Linked DNA regions of Mus musculus: region 2 is linked to region 1. The links are chromatin contacts, called in public Hi-C maps. All regions are on one chromosome and are shown on one strand. Each heading gives the region's core, a stretch centred on a gene start, on an enhancer-like site or on the middle of the called end of the contact. The rest is flanking DNA. Distances are from core to core; before and after follow the strand shown. Region 1 overlaps Agap1 (ArfGAP with GTPase domain, ankyrin repeat and PH domain 1). Region 2 holds the start of Prlh (prolactin releasing hormone).

Region 1 (3,380 bases), core at 294-2,793:
CCACACAAGCCTTATATGGGTTAAGGGTGGATTTCTGAACTCCTGTGATAGCCCTACCTTAACACAAGTCTTGCCACCTCTTCTAGAACACCCAGAGATCTCAAATCAATTCCCACAAGGTTCTAGAGCAGCAGTTCTCAACCTGTGGGTTGCAACCCTCTTTGCTAAACCTTTCTCTCCAAAACTATTTACATTACAATTCATAGCAGCAGCAAAATTATGACTATGATAGCAATGAAAATTATTTAATAGTTGGGGCTCAACACAACCTGAGGAACTGTATTAAAAGGTCGCAGCGTTAGGGTCTGAGAACCGCTGCCCTAGAGGCTCCAGATGACGACCAAGGAGTGGGAAGAGCAGGAGCTATGAGCTGAGAATGGCACACAGCCCTGCCATCAGTATACATCAGTATACATCAGTATACAGACTAAAGTACTTAAGACCCATGATAAGACCCAAGTGAAGACAGGATTTAAAAGGGAGCTGCTACGGGAAAAACAGTTGCAAATGCTAACCTAGAGTTGGAAGGCCCATTCTCAAGGTACTATTTTAGATAATTAACTATACTAATATTTATATAAAATAATAAAAATAGTATTTTCAATGTTTGTAACAGCTGTGCTTATAAAGGCCAACAGCCACATGATGGACATGAGTTATACTGTACAGTGACTACTTGAGATAGTCTTTCTTTGTAGCCCAGGCTGGCATCTTTTCAGCAATCCTCCTGCCTACATCTCCCAACTTCTGGGGTCACAAATATGCCAATCCACCTTGCCCCAAAAATATTTTAAAAGCTTAGTCGTTTTGGATAGTAATCATTGCATGATTTATGCTTCTCTCTTGTAAGTCAGCGCCAAAACAAGCCTATTATACCTTTCACCAAAAGGACCTGGTGGAGAGCTATAAGGGGCTCACCTGGGGAACCCCCATAATTAACAAAAAATGACTGCAGACTGTAAATCTTCCAGGGACAAATAGAAGATCCACTAATGTCTCCACTTTAAATTACAGGAGAGTGATCATTAAACTAGCTTATTAATTAAGGAGAAATTAATTACCAAGTTATCCATATAGCTCTGAATGTGTGACTTAGGAATGAAAAAAAGAAAGAAAAATTTCTCACCACAAAAATGGCAAAGTCAGTACATGTTGGAGGCATGTTCTGTCCACCAGCTGTTCATGCAGTGCCTAAGTTTTCAGGAAAGAGAAAGCTATGCCAGAACAGAACAAGAAGGAGGAGGAAACAGAGCAAGGCTGGGAAAAGCTCGGCTGTGAAGAATGGAGGAGTCTGGGCTCCCCTCCCCCCAGCATGGCATAAACTGGTCAAGATGGTGCACAGCTGTAATTCTGGCATTAGGAAGTGGAAGTGAGGCTGTCAGATCATCCCTTGCTACTTGGCGAGCTGAAGGCCAGCCTGTTCTACATGAGACACTGCTTCAAAACCAAGCCAACAAAACGGGAGACGTAGGAGAACGGAGAAGCAGAGGCAGCGCAGGCTCCCGAGTAGCTGGAGGTAATTCCCAAGCCAGGAAACAGCAGTCTGCCATCTGAACACCCTGCTGGGATCCAGCCAAGCTGTGAGGTCATCTAAATGGCAGAGGCACTCGATGCATGCTTTAATGCTTACATGCGTCACCTCACACCCACGGGAATGCAGGAAGGGATGACTGACAGAGGGCTTCAGACAGAAGGCTTAGTACAGATGAGAGGAAGAGAAATGAGAATGAGGACTAGATACTCATTTTCAAGGCTTCGAAATGCAGAGTGTGTGGTTGCCAGCCTGCAGGCAACAAGGAACACCCACACTGGTTCTGAGGATAAGAACACTGGGGTGGCTTGCAGGACTCAGGTGTGCTGTGGGTGTGCTGGGGTGGCTCTGGGCTCCAGAGACTGGCTGCTGTCAGTCTACCCTTCCTGTAGGGTAATGCTCACCAGGCTGGCTGTGCGGCAAGACTCTTATTAAAGGGGGAGCGGTGTCTCACAGCTCAGTGACACTGCTGCTACCCCTAACAGTTTCTATTACAGCATGGGATCCTTCTGTGGTCATGTGACTCTGCAAGGGAGTCCTACTGCCAGAACAGGCTTTAAGTCTCTGCTTGTCACCATTCAAACCTGCTCTCAGCTATTCTCAAGTCTAGTTCCTTCCAACTATCCCGCATGACCACCAGCCCTTCTCATTCATAAACACTAGCTGGCCCAATTGCATCCATGTTCCCTAAAAACCTATCTCTAGACCCTTAGAACAGTTTCCCAACTAGAACAAATACTAAGGAAGAAGGTGGCTTTTCCTGCAACTGAGCCCGGAATATTGAACAGGCATTGTGGACCTCTGGGCCTCTGCTTTTCGAAGTCTTGTCAGTGCAAGCCCTGTGAGAGGCTCTGAACAGAGAGCCACCACTGGGGTCCCCAGGCTACCAGCAAATCAAGGGAGGATGGATTGGTGGCCATGGTGAATGGAGACTCTATGGTGACTTACCTTCCTCCTGAGACCAAGATATCTACATACATCTGACTATGCCCATCTTTCCATCTGCCAGTACCTGTATACCAATAAGTTAGTGTGTGTTTATGTGTCTCAATCATTCAAGAAGGCTTGGTTTTCTTCATTTTTAATACTGGGATGAGACTCAAATTCCTAAACATGCCAGGTAAGGATACTACTGCTGAGCTAGCCCTCAGCCTCGACAATATTTCCATTACTCTCTTTAAAAAAAAAAAAAAAGCCCTCTAATCTAAGACACGTTTAAAAAGCCACACTGTAATTTCTCCTGGCAAGGCCTTTTGAGTTTTTCCTAAAGTAATGAATGGTAGTCTGAACTCTTAATCTGAGATTCAGTTCTTGTCTGTATTCTTTTTATCTCGTTGTATTAAAACAAATTTATCTTCATTTATGTCGCAATTACCTATTAGGGTTGTTAATTTGCTGGAAATGAAGCTATTGTTTAATTGCTCCTATTAATCGGGGATTTAAATGCCGACTGTAATAAACAGTTACCTTCAGGACGGAGCAAAGTCAAGGCTGGGGACATTAATTTCAGAATTTTAGAACGAGGGGAAATTTCTGCATCCAGGGCCACTGGATTTCCTGTTCACAGAAACAAGTGGAAGAATACTGAATACTCACAAGAGAGATTCATGGGGTCAATACAGTCTGTTTGCTTCTTTTTACACGTGTAACAAATTGTCATGTAAAATAACTGATTGTGACAAAGGGATAGGAGAGCAAGCTACAGGAAACACGCCCATCCCCCCCCCCTTCTCATGTCTCTACAGCACAAGGCTCCTAAAAGTTTTATCTCAATGTAGGTAACTGGAAATGGGCATGTGTGGTCATCCTGAGCATCACTGTACCAGCGGGGATGGATGGTACTGCAGAC
Region 2 (3,380 bases), core at 322-2,821, 1.3 Mb before region 1:
TCTCGAAAAACCAAAAAAACAAAAAAAAAACAAAAAAACAAAAACAAAACAAAACAAAACAAAAAAACAAAAAAACAAAAACAAAAACAAAAAAAAAAAACAAACCAAAAAATGCCAAGAGAAGGACGTGAGCCATGCCAGGGGCGTTGTGTGGCTTTTCTCTGGGACCAAGTATCTTACATAGTGTAGTGTGTGGTTACCCTGGCTTTATGCAGTATGCAAGCTGAGCATGTGTTCAGGGTACCTTGTGTAGGTGGAAGCTTGTGGGAACAAGTGACCAAGAAAAGGGCACCCCATTTCTGGGCAGTGATGTGGTTTTGGGGAACAGGAATTTATAGGAACACTGAATCAACATTCCCTTCCCCCACTGCAGGGTCTTAAGGGACCAGGACAACCTCTGTGGGGCCTGGTAATGAGCGATCTCAGTTGTTCTATTGGGGGCAGGTGGGAGCCTCTTCTTTCCAAAGAGGTTACTGGGTTCTGAGCTTCTTTCATGGTTACCCTCCCCAGAGAGAAAGCACCTTCCGGTTTGTTACCACATAGTTACAAGTGTACAATAAACAAAGCCAGCACTTTTATTAGATCAGAGGGAAAACCGGAAAGGGAGGGTGGAGGAGGCTCTGCGGGGGGACAGGGAGGGTGGGCTTGGGCTCAGCATCACTGTCTTCATGAGCTGTGAGAGAACTTGGCACTTCCATCCAGTGGGAAGCAGCTTAGCCGGCACCGCAGGCCAGGTCCGGTGACATCCCTCAGGGCTGCCCTCCTCCTCCCGAAGCGGCCCACAGGCCTGATCCCACGACCCGTGTACCAGGCAGGATTGATGTCAGGGGCTGGAAAGGAAAGAGTCAGAGCAGCGTATGGGACACGGGAGCCCCTAAGCTGATGGAAACCTGGGCACCAGGCCATGTTGGCACCCACCCTGATTACACTGGCTGGGCATATCTGGGCAGTGGTGTGGCTTTAGGGAATTTATTTAGACATATGCCAGGATCAGTATTCTCTTCCTGTCTGACTGTCATCCTCCAAAGTCTTAAGGGACCCCACAAAGATGGGTTAGGGGAATGATGAGGACAGGAAACAGGACCATTCTGGGGAGATCTTAACAGGACCAATCTCCCAACTGACTGCATGGTAAGGTAGCTTTTGCTTAGATCCCAGAGGCTCTCAACCTGTGGGTTGTGTCCCTTTTGTTTGGGGGGAAGGGCGCATATCAGACATCCTGCATTTCAGATATTAACATTATGATCCATAACAGTAGCAAAACTTACAACTATGAAAACAGCATCACAATAATTTTCTGGCTGGGGGTCACCACAACATAAGGATCTGTATTAAAAGTTCTGTATTAGGAAGGTTGGAAACCACTGGCTTAGGAGATGGCTAACCTCCCATTCAGGGGCTGGGTACTCAAGGCATTTGGGAAGCATATGGATGGGAGGTGACAGTGGCTGTCCTCCATATGCCAGGCACTCACTGCGGGTCTCCATGGAGTGCTGGTGGGCTCGGCTGGAAGCTCCTGGGAGGACTAAGCCTAGCAGCAGCAAGCACAGAAGCCAGGTCCTCGGTGCCATGCTTCCGGCTTCCTGGATGATGCCCTGGAGATTGGATCCTGAAGCCTGGGGGTAGAGATGCAGAGTACGTTGTATGCACAAAGCCAGGAGGGACCCTAGGTTGTTTGTACAGATGTACGTGTGTGTGTGGTGCGTGTCCGTGCCTATGAGGTGTGCAAATGCATATGTTTAGTGCACATAGCTACAATTATCAGGGGAGAGGTGTGAGCTGTGCACAGGTGGCTGTCTTGGGACATCCTTGGGTCTGTCTGTCCATCTGTGTCAAGAGCTGGGAGGTAGACACCCAGGCCTTGGTGGGAAGCAGATTTATGGGCAGCCTTGTGGTCAGCAGAGGTGGAGAACAATTTGCCCAACCTCAGAGGTAGCTAGGAGTTGGAACATATTGGAACCTCAGTGCCCAGGCTTTCCTCACACTTTGTCTGGGATCTCCTGACACTGAGAGCCAGGCAGGCAATGGAGGACACTTAGCATCCCACATCCCCAGAGAGCTCACACCTCACAGCCTCTACAATAACCCAGGACTTTAGACTCAGTTTGCTGAGACTCCAGAATGGGCCTCTCCTCACAGAGTCCCCCTGAATGACATGGGAAGGCTGCCGCCACTGTGTATGGGAACTGGTACCCTGCTGATGGAGTGTTCTGACCTACCACATAGCATCCACCTGTGATACTTCCTGCAGGGGACCCTTTTCTTCCTACCCCTGACATTTCAGGTCCTATTAGAAGATGCTCAAGGAAGACCCCCCCCCAGCTGACTTTGACGCTCCAGCTTCTCCTTGTCCACACAGCGCTGTCCATCAGAGCTCTTTAAATGCCCACCCTCTCCTCCTCCTCCTCCTGGGATGTCCCACACAGTGAAGGGGAACCCTAACTAGAGGAATGGAGGAGCCACCATGAATCATTGTAAAGACTGCACCCACTCAGGCTGGGTGATGGGGACTGAGAATGCTAACTGATCCTGAGTTCTGAGCCTTTCTGGAGGGTGCCTTCTGGGCTTTGCTTGAGGTGTCCCACTGAGGGCCACCTTCACCTGCCCTCCATCATGGACAGCCCTTGAGTGTCAGAGACCCCAGAATGGTGTGTGGTCCTAGACCACAGACCACAGGTAGTTCTCTCTGCTTGTCCTGCTTGGTGCCCGCACTTGGCTGCCCAGTAAGCCTGGCAGAGAAAACACTTGTGGAGAAGCTGGAAGTCACAGCAACACCCAGCCCTCTCCAGCACTGCCAAGTTACTCACCCTCTCTCTGTCCCTTGAGTGTGGCGATAAGGCTGCCTGGGCGTGAGGTGAGGTCTGCCTGCCTGCTTATCTTTTATAGGCCAACAAGGAGGCAAAGGACGCCCCCAGACCCCTCCTTGAGATGGCGTCTTTGCTTATAGCCTGCAGTTTCCACTACGTCTCTTCTCTCATCATCTCATCAAGACACTCCGTCTTTTTTTTCCTTTCCTTTCTTTTTTTACCTTCTTAAAAAAAAAAAAAACCCAAACCTCTCATCACTGACGTGGTTTGTTCCTTCCTGAATTATATAATTTCATTTGGGCCAAGTGGCTTTAAAACACATTAACACCCCCCCTGCCCCCTCTTCACGCTCTCCTTTGGGCAGACTCCACAGTGACGTGTCCACCCGTCCTCTCAATGTGAACTAGAATATGGCCTCTTCTGAATACTTGTCCCACCTGAGCCATGACTTCCTGGAATTGTGGCCAGGAAGTCCCTTGAACCCAGGTGGGTACCTCCTACTCTGGTTGTCCCCTCAGCTTGCTTATCCACATGCACGGTCTCTAGACACATTTTCTCTGGTTCATCCTGAGT

The links. A called contact is a pair of places that touch in the nucleus more often than the background predicts.
Region 2: a Hi-C map of cortical neurons shows a contact between it and region 1. The contact joins the promoter of Prlh here to the enhancer-like site in region 1. A contact is called at or near these places in 6 of 39 promoter capture datasets (the 3T3-L1 cell line, frontonasal cranial neural crest, hippocampal neurons and 3 more) and 4 of 484 Hi-C or Micro-C datasets (B cells, cortical neurons and palatal mesenchyme).

What each region holds. Positions count from the first base shown.
Region 1 is chr1:89,655,049-89,658,428 of GRCm38.p6, reverse strand. The region is part of intron 6 of Agap1 (ArfGAP with GTPase domain, ankyrin repeat and PH domain 1); the gene reads right to left. Among named protein-coding and RNA genes, the nearest start is that of 4933400F21Rik, 27 kb to the left of the region's middle. Within about 2 kb of position 1,543, at least 56 of the 459 cell types and tissues checked have an H3K27ac peak or open chromatin away from gene starts, as enhancers often do. A contact at or near this core is called in cortical neurons, where this site is marked.
Region 2 is chr1:90,951,299-90,954,678 of GRCm38.p6, reverse strand. It overlaps Prlh (prolactin releasing hormone), which reads right to left and starts at 1,571. Exons shown (of 2, transcript NM_001101647.1): 1 at 1,475-1,571; 2 at 667-830. The coding sequence starts at 1,571. The coding sequence ends at 667.